Linked DNA regions of Danio rerio: region 1 is linked to region 2. The links are chromatin contacts, called in public HiChIP or PLAC-seq maps. All regions are on one chromosome and are shown on one strand. Each heading gives the region's core, a stretch centred on a gene start, on an enhancer-like site or on the middle of the called end of the contact. The rest is flanking DNA. Distances are from core to core; before and after follow the strand shown. Region 1 holds the start of las1l (LAS1 like ribosome biogenesis factor). Region 2 holds the start of amer1 (APC membrane recruitment protein 1).

What was found. HiChIP or PLAC-seq counts read pairs in DNA pulled down with a chosen protein or histone mark.
Region 1: an H3K4me3 HiChIP or PLAC-seq map of gastrula embryo shows a contact between it and region 2, with 3 times the contacts expected there. The contact joins the promoter of las1l here to the promoter of amer1 in region 2. A contact is called at or near these places in 4 of 18 Hi-C or Micro-C datasets (caudal fin, embryo and an unstated tissue) and 2 of 4 datasets of contacts at active chromatin or transcription factors (embryo and gastrula embryo).

What each region holds. Positions count from the first base shown.
Region 1 is chr5:22,845,199-22,851,615 of GRCz12tu, reverse strand. It overlaps las1l (LAS1 like ribosome biogenesis factor), which reads left to right and starts at 2,196. Exons shown (of 13, transcript NM_001126400.1): 1 at 2,196-2,509; 2 at 4,274-4,399; 3 at 4,480-4,549; 4 at 5,131-5,212; 5 at 5,324-5,491. The coding sequence starts at 2,364.
Region 2 is chr5:22,733,403-22,739,737 of GRCz12tu, reverse strand. It overlaps amer1 (APC membrane recruitment protein 1), which reads left to right and starts at 3,760. Exons shown (of 2, transcript NM_001346277.1): 1 at 3,760-3,837; 2 at 5,499-6,335. The coding sequence starts at 5,604. It overlaps asb12a (ankyrin repeat and SOCS box-containing 12a), which reads left to right. Exons shown (of 4, transcript NM_001126376.1): 4 at 917-1,679. The coding sequence ends at 1,071.

The sequences.
Region 1 (6,417 bases), core at 947-3,446, 110 kb before region 2:
CGGATTCTCACAGGCCCCGTTATACGCGGCTCGGCCACTGATGATGATGCTGCTGCTTTGTGTGAACGCGCGCGCTCCGTGAACGTGAGGCGGGGGGGATCCCACACTATTCCAGCAGTGACGTAATTTTCCCCAGAAATTCCAAGATTTCCTGGCTTCCTCTGTTGAATGGCAGGGTTTGGTACGGGCTGTGCGTTTCACTTCAGGAACACAGACTTTATATGGACAACAATCAAAGCCTTATGCTTAGGCCCATAAGCTGATCACAAGGACAATCTGCTTTTAAAAAAGAGTGTTTACCTGTTTGACAACCAGGACACACAAACGTAATCTAGACCTTTTGGTTAAATACATTTTATTTATTTATTTATTTATTTATTTATGTATTTATTTATTTATTTATTTATTCGTTTATTTATATGGGTGATTTGAGTGCTGAATATTATGTTGTTGCTCAATGTAAACTGCTGATATGTTTTGCACTAAAACGTTCAATAAAATATGCTACAAAAATTAATGCTTTAAAATGAGATTTAATTACAATTAGAAATAATTTAAATAAAAAATATTTATTTAAAAAAACTAAAGACTACTTTGACCTTTTTATCTTCTACTTTTAGATAAAAAAAAAAAACAGTTTAAGACAGTGACCGTTACATGCAAAGAGAAACTGTAGATGTTGTCATATTCATAATTATATTGCATGTCTAGAAAGACATCTATGGCTAGATGTTGTAAATAGCAGGAGCAGATTTAGTGATTTGTGGGCACTAAGCAATTCCAGCCCCGGGACCCAGCAGTCCTACAGCATTATGCACCCTTCGTATCTGTATTTATTTATTTATTTAGCTGTCTTTTCTTATATCACTGAATCTTGCTTTTTACATTTTGATATTAACACAATCTGTACATTTTAAAAGATTTGTTAGCCAAAAATAAACCACAAAAATCTTAACTCAAAAATTAAAAAATAATGAATAAACTATTTGATCAAAGATTTGCACGGATGTGATAATTAAGGTAAAATTGTAATTGTTAGACCCTTATTATATAAAATATGATAGAAAATGACATTATATACAATTTATAGAAACTTCTACTTCTTTTATTGTAGGCTCCCAAATTTCATAAGGGCCTTAAATGGCTGCTTACCTCACGTATTGGTTAAATTCGTCCCTGTTGAATAGTTAATATTATATTATACAGACAGACCTACTAATAAGAGGATTATGCAATCTGCTGATGTTCTGTGCTATGTAGAAAAATAACATAATTATTTTGCAAGAATTTAGTAGTTTTAGTTGGCCAAGAATGCATTACTCTGTATTTAATAGATTACAGTTACTTTTGGATTATGGATTACAGAAATAGAAATTATTCACACAATTCCTCTAAGTAATTCATAATTTATTAACTTTCCCTAATTTCTTTATAATTTAATTAAATATTCCTTAAAGAATTATACATATTACTATATTGTTTAGCTTTTTTAAGTAGTCAAAATACAGAATTTCCATGTACATTCAATTTAAATTAATTTGTGATCAACCCCCTCTGAATTTAGTAACAAAATTAAAATTATATATATATATATATATATATATATATATATATATATATATATATATATATATATATATATATATATATATATATGTATCTTATCTTCTATGTTACTAACATTTTCTATGTATTTTGCAATCAGTAACAAAATAATATGTCTAAATAATTTACTCCAATATATAATGCTACCATGTTATTTCTTTATTGTCGTAATTACCAAGTCCTAAAACTCAGCAGTATAATGCTACTTTTTATAAGTTATTTATTTATTACTAGTATTATTATTAATGCTAGATATTACTTCTAAATCCTCAGTTTTAATTTGATATCAAAACAGAACTGGGTTGATTATTATAAGAACTGGGAGTTTAATGCCCCTGAAACGTTTGCAAATGGCTGATTATGCTCATCAGCAGTGCACTAAAACTGCAGTAAATATTTGCTTAAAGATTTTGCTTATTTGCTAAATTTGAGTAAACTGCGATATATTAACATAAAGTACACCTATAGCAATACATTTTAAACAAATAAGTTTTATTACTCTCAGTTCTCCTTTGAACTCGCTTTTCTGATCTAATTACTATTACATACGGAACCATTGTTCATCGCTTACGCTAACCGGGGAACGTTTAACCTGCCGCACCTCTGGCGGGGCGTATGACTGTGTTGTGTCCAGTAAACGGGAGCTTTCCATAAATCGTATGTTTTAGTTTTTAACAACTTTAAATGTGCTGAATTCTTTCGCCGCCTCGCATCCACGCACTTTATCACTCGAAAAGGATACAGTCGACGATCTGAAGATGAAGAAAGAAACGGTGGGGAAGACGCGTCACGTCGTGCCCTGGATGAACAAAGCGGAGTACGAGCATGTGCTGGAGTATTTGTACTCGAAAGAGCCCGCGCTGCAGAAACACGCGCTGCACAGGATCTCCGCGTGGAAGGGCAGGTACAATGTGTGTGTGTGTGTTTGGTCCGAGCGAGTGAATGATCTCTGATGTCCCGCTACAATGTTGCAGATGTTGTGGCTGCTCTTTGGTTGGTCACGTGACGTCTGATGCTGCTTCATCTCTTGTGTTTTGCTGACGGACGGTCCTGCTCTGTGGATGGGCTAAAGTGAATTTCTCTGTAAATAATGCCCTAATGCAAAAAATTGTTAGAGTTTCAACTACGTATTGCTATGGCTTAATACAAACCCTGTTATCTAGCTAGCTGTTTGGTCTTCTTGGCCATTGTTTTTAAAAGAATTATTCTGAAAGGGATAGTTTACCCAACGCTGAAAATCATGTAATCATTTAGCAATACTCACACGTTTCATAAAGCTTTTGAACCTGGTAACAATTGACTACCATAGTAGGAAAACAAATACTAGGATGTCAATTAGGGCTGCACTATATTGGAAAAATCTAACATATCAATATATTATGTTACGATTATATATATTTTGATTATATATTGCAATATGATTACAATATAACTGGAGTTGTTAAATAACTATTTGAAAAGAATTCATCGTTTTAGATTGATTGAGATGATTCGGAGAGCGTGTATGCATAAAATATTAGAAACAACCTACAAGCATAGACACATTCAATAATGAAAAAGGTACAACTTAAATAAACAGCGTTTGATTGTTTTCCGAGGAGTCAAACTGTATTCAGGTATACAGTAGTTGAATAATCAAATGTAAAATAATACTACATAGTCTTTGATTGTTAAATAATTAAATTTGGTACATTTTCTTAGGCCTGGATGCTTTAAAAACCATCACAAGCCTCAAAAAACTATTTTATTATTATTATTATTATTATTATATTACATATTTTATTATATTATATAATTTTAATCTAGACTCAGTATTGAGTATGGTAAATGATCACATTGCGAAATCGTAGCTGTAATGATATACTGTGCAGCCCTTATGTCAATGGATAAGTTTCTAACATTCGTCAAAATATTTTATACATTCAACAGACAAAACCCATAAAGTTTTGGAACAACTTGAGGGTGAGGAAGTAGTGAGTATATTTTTGGACAAACTATCCCTTCTAGAATTTCTGATGTTTTATTTTTATGCCAGAATAGACACGTATATCAAAACAAACTTTAAAACAATAGATAAGGTGCATAATTTATTATAATAAGCAAGTTCAAGATTTAAACATGGGTGTTTTCATTCTAATTCTACTTACCGCTAAATAAGATATTTAGAGAGGGACATTAAAAAAAAGATAGAAAAGGCAGCTATATGTTTTCATCAGTTTAAGGGATTGTTCACCCAAAACACAAAAATTCTGTCATAATTTGCTTACCCTTTACTTGTTTCAAAACCTTTCAGTTTTTTATTTTTATTTTGTAAAACATCAAAGAAAATATTTCGAAGAAAGCTGGAAACTTGTAACCCCTGACTTCCGTAGTAAAATGATCAAATAATTATTTTATTTGCAAATGTTTTGCTAAAACTTTTCAAACTGAGATTGCATTGTAAACACATATTCCTGTATTCAGATCAGAACCACATATGGAAGTACCCCAAATCAAATAGAAAATATCAGATTTCATGTGGTTTGTGCTGTTCAAACTTGTGTGAATGAATAAAGGATTTGAGTCACATTTGGACAACATGTTCTAGAATACAAAAAATAAATAAATCATGTTTTGGAAAACATCTGTTGTCCTAATGTGGCCTCTGAATTTTTCTCTGTTTCCACAGGTTTGGACAAAGCACACCCGTGGCCGTGGAGAGCACAGCTGACCTTGTCCGGTGTCAGGTGCTGGACAGCACTGGCCAGCTGGAGGCCAATGATCTGGTGCTGCTCTATGGCATGGCACTGGTTCGGTATGCTCGTCAACCATGACATGCACTTCAGTCTTATAAATCAGCTCATGTATATTTACTGGAGTATAACTGTGTTTCAGATTTGTTAATCTCATCACAGAAAGACAACAGAAGAAAGTCGCCAAACCCTTAAGAAGGTTAGCCAGAAAAGTAAGTCAAACTTTACTGATAATCTTTCAGGATTTCAAGGTTCCCATTGGTCATAGTTTATTCCATTGTTTCACATTTTCCCTATGGTTGGGCTATTTTACAGTGCCATTTTATTGATTTCCAGCAATCACTAAAAGGCATAGTTCATTCAAAAATGAAAATGCTGTCTTCATTTACTCAATCGTGTGTTCCAAAACTGTTTGACATTCTTTGTTGGAACACAAAGGGAGATGTTTTGAAAAATGCTGAAATCCTGTAACCATTGACGTTCGTATTATTTGTTTTTTCTTAATTGGAAGTGGATGGTTACATATTCTCAGCTTTCTTACAAATATTCTTCAAATATTTTGTCAAAAAAGGTTTGAAACCAGTTGAAAATGTGTGATTTCACTTTCATTTATGGGTGGACTATCTCTTTGTGTCGAATGTAGTCGCCAGACTGTACCCGGTAATACGTTCTCTGTCTATATTTTGTCTTCTTGTTGTTTTGTTCATTATAGGCCATGGCATCTGGTAATTTGACATTTGGCTATGAGTAAGAACCCTGTCTGTTTTTCTATTAACACTTTTCTTTCTGACAGATAAACATCCCAGAGTGGGTGGTAAACCTCAGGCATGACCTGACGCACCGCAGACTCCCGTCATTAAAGTGGTGCAGAAAAGGTGTGACATGAATGTTGTTGCCTTACAGACAGATATAAAAACACTGTTAGATATAAATGTACTTTCACTGCTCCCTTTGTGTTTGCCTTTACTTCTGTCTGTACTCTTCAGGTTGTGGTTTTGTGCTGGACTGGCTGCATCAGGAGTACTGGTCCCGTCAGATGGGAAATCAGCTCACTGAGGATTGGAACTCTTCATCAGATGACGAGGGTGAAGTCGATGTTGTTAAAAGGCATGAGGGAGATCTTCTTAGCAGACAGAGAGAGATTGAGGCACACAGTAAGTAGCCTTTGGTGGTCCATTATGTTGCGCATTTGTATTGATACGTAAGAGAGGGACTGCAAAGCAGAGATCTGCGCAGAACTGAATTTTTAGTCCCGCTCCTGCCAGGTTTTTTTCCGCACCGACTGCTCCCGCTGTATATTCAGCCTTTGTTCAGCCGCTGCCCGACCTGCCCTGTATTCTTCCTGACCTGACCGTTCCCGCTAAGTCTGGTTTCCAAAATCTCACATTAAAATTGGGTACTGCCAAAAAAGAAAGATAACAGATAAAAGTGTATGTTGTGCAAGGATTGTCGGCTAAATGTTTTGTTTGCCCCTTTGTGATGAGACATGAATGCTGCCTTAAACAGTGATGTGCGGTGAGGTTTGTGGCTGGTGAGGCACTGACTCTTTCAAAGTCAGATTTACAAACATTTCCACTCAATATATTTGCCAACTACTGATTGTGTTTCATATGTAATTTCAGCATTATTTCTATAAACCTAGCGGGTATATATCGGACCTTGGATGAATGTAAAAATGTATAGCGATTAAATATGCCTCCCAAAAAACACCCAGCTGGATGCTACAGAATCCAGACAGCCTATACCAAAGCGACACACAGCATCACGGCGAATACGTGCATGTGCTCTCTTGCTCGCTCTTTCTCTATCTGTCAGGAATGCTGTATTGTTAGACCACCTGCTCCTGTTCATATCATACCGAGCGATATTTATTCCCATGCTGCAAGAAATCTAGTCAGGTCCCATGGCTGTACCTCTACTACAAAGTGACTTTTGCACGCATTTTAGGTTGATGAGCAGATGTCAAGCAATGCTATTAATTAAATACTGTGTGCCCATGAAACTCAAGCGCAATAATGAATTTTAAAAGAACTTAATCTTAATTTTAGCCCTGAATATAAGAGTAAGTCACTGGCAGTGT
Region 2 (6,335 bases), core at 2,511-5,010:
GGAAAAATAAGAATAAAACTTACTGAAAATACTAAAACATTGAGATTTTAAATTAAGAGAACAATATAACATGTATAGTAAGAAAATAATAAGCAAAATAACACGAGTAGCAACAGTGAAATATGGCTGTATATCGGCACTGGTGGGATATATGCATTAGTGTCCCACCAGTGACTATATACAGCCATATCACAATAATTAACCCCGAAAAAGCCAAAGCTGTGCAAAAACTAGCAGATTACTATGGTATAAAAACAGCACTAGAACAGACAAAAGAGAAAGATTGACTTAGAATGCTACTTATCTGATGTATAATGATTTGATCAGCTGTAGAAATCCAAAAAGAAAACGATGAGTTTTTCTCCCCTAAGGACTTACTATCCAGTCTGTCGCCAGCTTGTGGTGGAACCATCTTTTCTCTGCTCAGTACAACATCTCCTAAATGATAAATATTTAAAATAGCCACTTTCCTTACAAATAAACTGCATAGTTGCAATCTAAATAATAACTACATTCTCACCTGAAAACCCCTTAAAGATACATTATGTTGTCTAACAACTGCAATATTTGTCAAACTATCGAGTTTATTGATCTGCTGTCACTCTGTGTGGGCGGATTAATACACGAGTGAAAAGGCTGTAGGAGTTCTGATATTGCAGAATATTGTACAGCTAATAGCCAATCAGATTTGAGAACCAGACAAAACTGTTGTATAAATTTATATATTAATCAGTTACATAGTTTGTTTCCTGTGGATGCACCTTTACGTAAGTTTAATAAGATGTATTTTGTCATGATTCAAAGAGGGTGGTTTCAAGGATGGCTGCTGAGTGGTGACTTTGACAGTATACACATCAATTTAAAATAACACTATCATTTGTTAAATAACATTTTTAACACTGTTTTTTTTCCACAGGCTGCCCAAAGAGTCTTGCTTCTCAGTGTAGATTGACCATTCGCCGACACCTGATACAGGTGAACAAGATTCAGTGTTTGGACTCTCTGGAGATTCCCTTCAGACTCATCAACTATCTCAAACACAAGCCTATGAACACTGCGCTGGTTCACTGACAAACGAGAGCCAATGCAACTGTGCCTTTAGTAAAGGACAGACTCATTTACACATCGACTAAAGCAGACAGTCCACTGCAATCTCAAATGGACTGACGCACCGCTAACAAACCCTGGTTTACATATGTGGAGTGTTGAACATCCTCATACATAGTTTTGCTTGATTATGTGGAGTTGATACTAGAACTGCTCATTGTCATACAGCTCAATCACATAGAGCTGCTGTAAGAATGATTTTTATTGAATCATAAGTGTTTTGTTAATCGATAACAGCTTAAAGGAAGATGTACAAATGTTGCTGATTGTCTTCTTGATCTTTATGTGGTAATTTGTCTATGAATACCTTGTTTAGAGGAGATTTACTGTTCTAACAGGTTTCATTGTGAAAGTAGCATGTCATGGAGATCTTTCTGAGGTTAAAGACTTCAAAATGAAGATCGTCTGAAGGATTTAGCACACGGCTGTTAAAGTATCAGGCTAAAAGATTTAAAAAGCATACCAGTCTGTGTTAAATGGGATCTTATGGGCTTATGCAAGTGTATTTCAACAACATTATTGCTATGGATGACAGCTGGCTTGCTAGTTTGTTCATTAAATGGTTGAACATCTGCGTTTTTGTCTGTTGCTGTTTGCTGTATATGTGCACTTATTGGCTGGTTTGCCTGTTCCTGTTGAGGATTTGAGTTTTTCATGTTATAGTTTTAGAGCCACTGCTCCTCCTTATCGCGAGAAGTCCGCAGAGGTGGCTTGGGCATCTGTTTCGGATGCGTCCTGGACGGCTACTGTACCTAGGGAGGTGTTCCAGGCATGTCCTACCAGGAAGGAAGATACAGGACACGTTGGAGGGACTATGTATGTGGAGTTCTTACCTAAGACTGCGGCCTTCATGACCCAGCCCCGAAAGCGGATGAAAATGAAATGAGATTGTTAAAGGGCTGTAAGAAAAATGTAACAATAACAATATACATAATATATATAATATACATAAATGACATATACATTTAATAATAATGATGATAATAATAATTCCTGATATTCTTACAGCACTTTTCTGTACACTTAAATCGCTTTACACATTTTTGGGGGAATGCCCTTATCCCTCACCAGTGTGCAGCATCCAGTTGGATGACGTGACAGCAGCCACATTGCACCAGACTGCACACCACACACTAGCTGATTGATGGAGACAAGTGATGAAGCCAATTATGATATGGCAATGTTTAGGAAGCCTTGATGGACAGAGGCCAGTGGGAATATTTGGCCAGGATGCCAGGGTTATAACCCTACTCTTTTTATTTTATTTTTTTTGAAGGACATCCAGGGATTTTTAACGACCATAGAGAGTCAGGACCTCGGCTTTATGTCTTATCCGAAAGACAAAGAACGTTTACACTAAATATAATCGAAATAGAGTTTTATATATTTTGTAGAGACCCTATATTGTTAAAACGTGTGTATCATTGATGAGTCTAAGTTTTATTTTAAATATTTAGTTTTTATTAAGTTTTTATTTTACACATTTTACCGTTTACTTATCCAAATGTTTCACATTCATTTCTATTGATATATATTTTTTGCTTTACAGTATTCAACATTTGATGTAGATCAAAAATTGATGTACTATTATTTCAAGAGTTTGCCCTTAGCTGATGATTGATTATGGAGTAGGGGTGGAAGGGGGGATTCTTCAAGACGAAGATGGCTGAAGTAAGATACTCTGGTTAATTATAGTGGTTAAGGAGTCGTCTGATTGGTAAATCAGTGTTAGATAATGTGGACCAGGTGCCATCAATCATAAGCACGTGTTTCTTTCAAAATTAGTTTATAAATAAACTTCACTTAGAATTGTTCATTACACAAGGTTTTGGTTGACTTCAAATGCTGACTATATTTTATTTAATACAATGATGATTTATTCTCGTTTGAAATTATAAATTTTTATAATATCTAAATTATTTTATAATTCTTTATTTTCATTAAAATGTAGTCATTTTTATTTGTTTTAATGTGTTTATCTTTTTAAAAATCTTTAACTATCTTGTTTTACCACTCATTAGTTAATTATTATTCATTTCTTTATTTTATTTCGGCTGAGTCCCTTTATTAATTTGGTGTAATTCACCTTTATTTGTATAGCCTTTTGCAATGTAGAATGTAGATGTAGCCACAGTGGAATGAACCGACAACTTATCCAGCATAAGTTTTATGCAGCGGATACCCATCCAGCTGCAACCCATCACTGGGAAACATCCATACACACTCCTTCACATACACTACGGACAACTACTCACCTGTACTGCATGTTTCTGAACTGTGGGGGAAACTGGAGCACCCAAAGGAAACCCATGCAAACACAGGGAGAACATGCAAACTCCACACAGAAATGCCAACTGACCCAGACAGGGTTCGAACCAGTGATCTTCTTGGCGATTGTGCTACCCACTGCGCCACGTGCTGCCTATTATTATCATTATTTACAAAACATACTTGTAATTCTTTAAGCGTCGATTCTGTTTCCTTTCTACTTGTCGTTACTTTTTTTAAGAGTAAGCAAATATAATAAGAGTATGCAAAACATTTTGAAGAGTAAAAATAGAAGTCAGCAACATACTACATTACCCAAGATGCACACCGCACGGAAACACCGCCAGCAGCAGCAGCTCCAGTGCTCGGCGAACAAAGTGAATCACAGCCGTGAGCTCCTGCAGCGCTGCGTGAGGAGAAAGCTCATCACTGCACTCTGTGACGGACAAGATGGAAAATAAGGCGAGTATCTCTAATATTTCCGTCTTTGTGTAATACTGGCTCTAACATAGTAAACCCGTGAGAGTGGACGCGCAGAAACAGCTGTTCACGATGCGAGGTTTGCTGAATATCAGCGCAGCAGTCGCGAGCTGTTAGCGTACGGCTAGCGCGCTCCAGTTGCGCGTTCATTCACAGGGATGATGGTGTCCAGCTGGGGACACTATGTGCAATCTGTTGATAAAACTTCCCTTTTGTTATTAGTCATATTTTGGTGGGTTTAGTTTGTGTTTGGGTGTAGTTCTTTGGAGTGCGGCTGTGTGTGGATCTTGTTTTCTTTGTTTATGATGTTCATACAGTGAGGGTTCACAACAGGCCCTTAAGCTTCAGTCAGCTTTTGTTTTGATTAAATCCAGCGGAACTTCACTCTCGTTCTGTGGTGCTTTTTAGACTCAATGCTTAGCTGTTTTTGAATTGTGTAATTGTAGGCTTCATTTTGTTTTGCCAATGTTATTTAAAATGTAAGCGCCCACATTTCATGATATGCATGTTTCATTCAATTAGTTTTAACCATTAGGGGAACTTCTCAACAATGCTCATTTGTTCAATAATGGCTAACATGTTTTACATTATAGTTGTGGGGTAAACTGAATGTGGTAAATTAAATATTAATTGTTTACTGATTTGTTTTTTTTTTATTGAAAATAATTTTTTTAATGTATAAACATGAATCAGTTTGAATGTCAGTCTAAGTCAGTGGTTCCCAAAGTGGGAATCGCAGGACAATAACAGGGGGTCGTTTTGTGATTTCTAAAAGTTAAGTACATTTATTAAACTATTAGAATTACCATATTTTATCCATAACCCACAGAAGATAAAACAGTAGTCGTTATATAAAAAAACGACATCATGCAAATGAAAAGCCATCAGCCCTTCTGTTATTTTTTTTATATGATTGTGTTTACGTTAGATTAACACCACAGCAATAGCGTCAACTGCAGCAGATTGATTTTAGCACCAGGTTAAACTTTCTGACACCTTTATGGCAATTAAATGCATTATAAATAAATAGAAGCTACAACTGAACATTGTGGATGATCTGTGAGTGGCTGTCTCCAAAATTAAACCAAGAATAGACTTGTGCTAAAAACATTGTGCCCACCAGTCTCTTTTGCTGAGGTTAATAATACATTAAGCTAATTAATAAACAACTATGAAATGATATGGTTGTTAAGACTGTTGCACTATTTGTGTTGAATATATTTTAGCGCAGTGAAACCGTTATATTTTTATCTAAGGTTATCATACCATCAGGATTTTATGGAAGGTGAGCCAATGATGATAGAATGATAATCATTTTGGGTGAACTGTCCCTTTAAGCAAGTAAGGAAATTCTATTATGCTTTATTTAGCAAGACAGACACAAAAATGATCTTTTGTGGACATTGTATACAATAGTATTTTGTCTCTGTCTCTTTTTCCACAGTCAAACTTTTGAATTTAAATTGATTGGTACCTGTTAAACACGTATAGAAACTTGCATGACATTAAACAAAATCAACATGTTTTAAAATAAAATAAACTATTTTGAATATTAAACCTCAATGGATAGTTGCTCAAATATGGGTATAATTTTTTGCAAAAGAGTTTTTTTAATGATGTTTTTTTCCCTATTTCTTTTACAGGTAGAACATGTCAGATAAACACAGTCCTCATCTGTTCCAGCCTGCCTCTCAGGGTGGAGTATTTAACACAGATATGCTCCATTAGCCACAGTCACCTGTGTCATTATGGAGATCGCCACAAGATGTGAGGTTGGTGCAATGAGGGGTCCATCGTCAGACTCCGTTTCCCATGATATCCCTCAACCACAGTCACCCCCTTCTGTGAAAATACGGAAGACAGCTTTCAAATTTTTTGGAGGTCGCAAAAGCATATGTGTTCTACCTAGCTTTTTTGGAGGCCGTGGCAGAAGTCAAAGAAAGGGGTCATCAAAAACAGGAGTAACAAAAAGCCAGACATATGATGGGGTGAGCCGAGCATGCTGGGATGATTTGGGTAGAAGTAGCAGTGAAGTGGCATCAGGGGACTTTGAGTTCTGCAGTGAACCTCAGAAATCACAGGAGGATCATGGGAAGTCACAGTCTTTGCCTAGACAGCGCAGGGGCCTTCGAGGACTTTTCAGCAGCATTCGGAGACACAGGAAAAACAAAAATGTTGAAGTAGAAAAGCGGGAAGCACTTGAAATGTCTTCAAGCTTCCATGCCAAAACAGTGCCTGGTGCCCTGCCGAGTGTCAGTGACCGTGGCGATTACCATGGAGACAGTCAGGGTGAAGAGCTGGTGCCAGATGTGCCTAATCAAACCACAGGCAGTGAGTGTGAACTGCCTTTGGCTGCCACTGAATGTACGATAGATGTAACACTAGTGCCTGAAAAAAGGAGGAGCAGAGTAGAGATGGATAAGAGGAGGAGAGCAGAAGAAGAGGGGATTGGAGAAGATGAGAAAACTGGCAGACAGGAA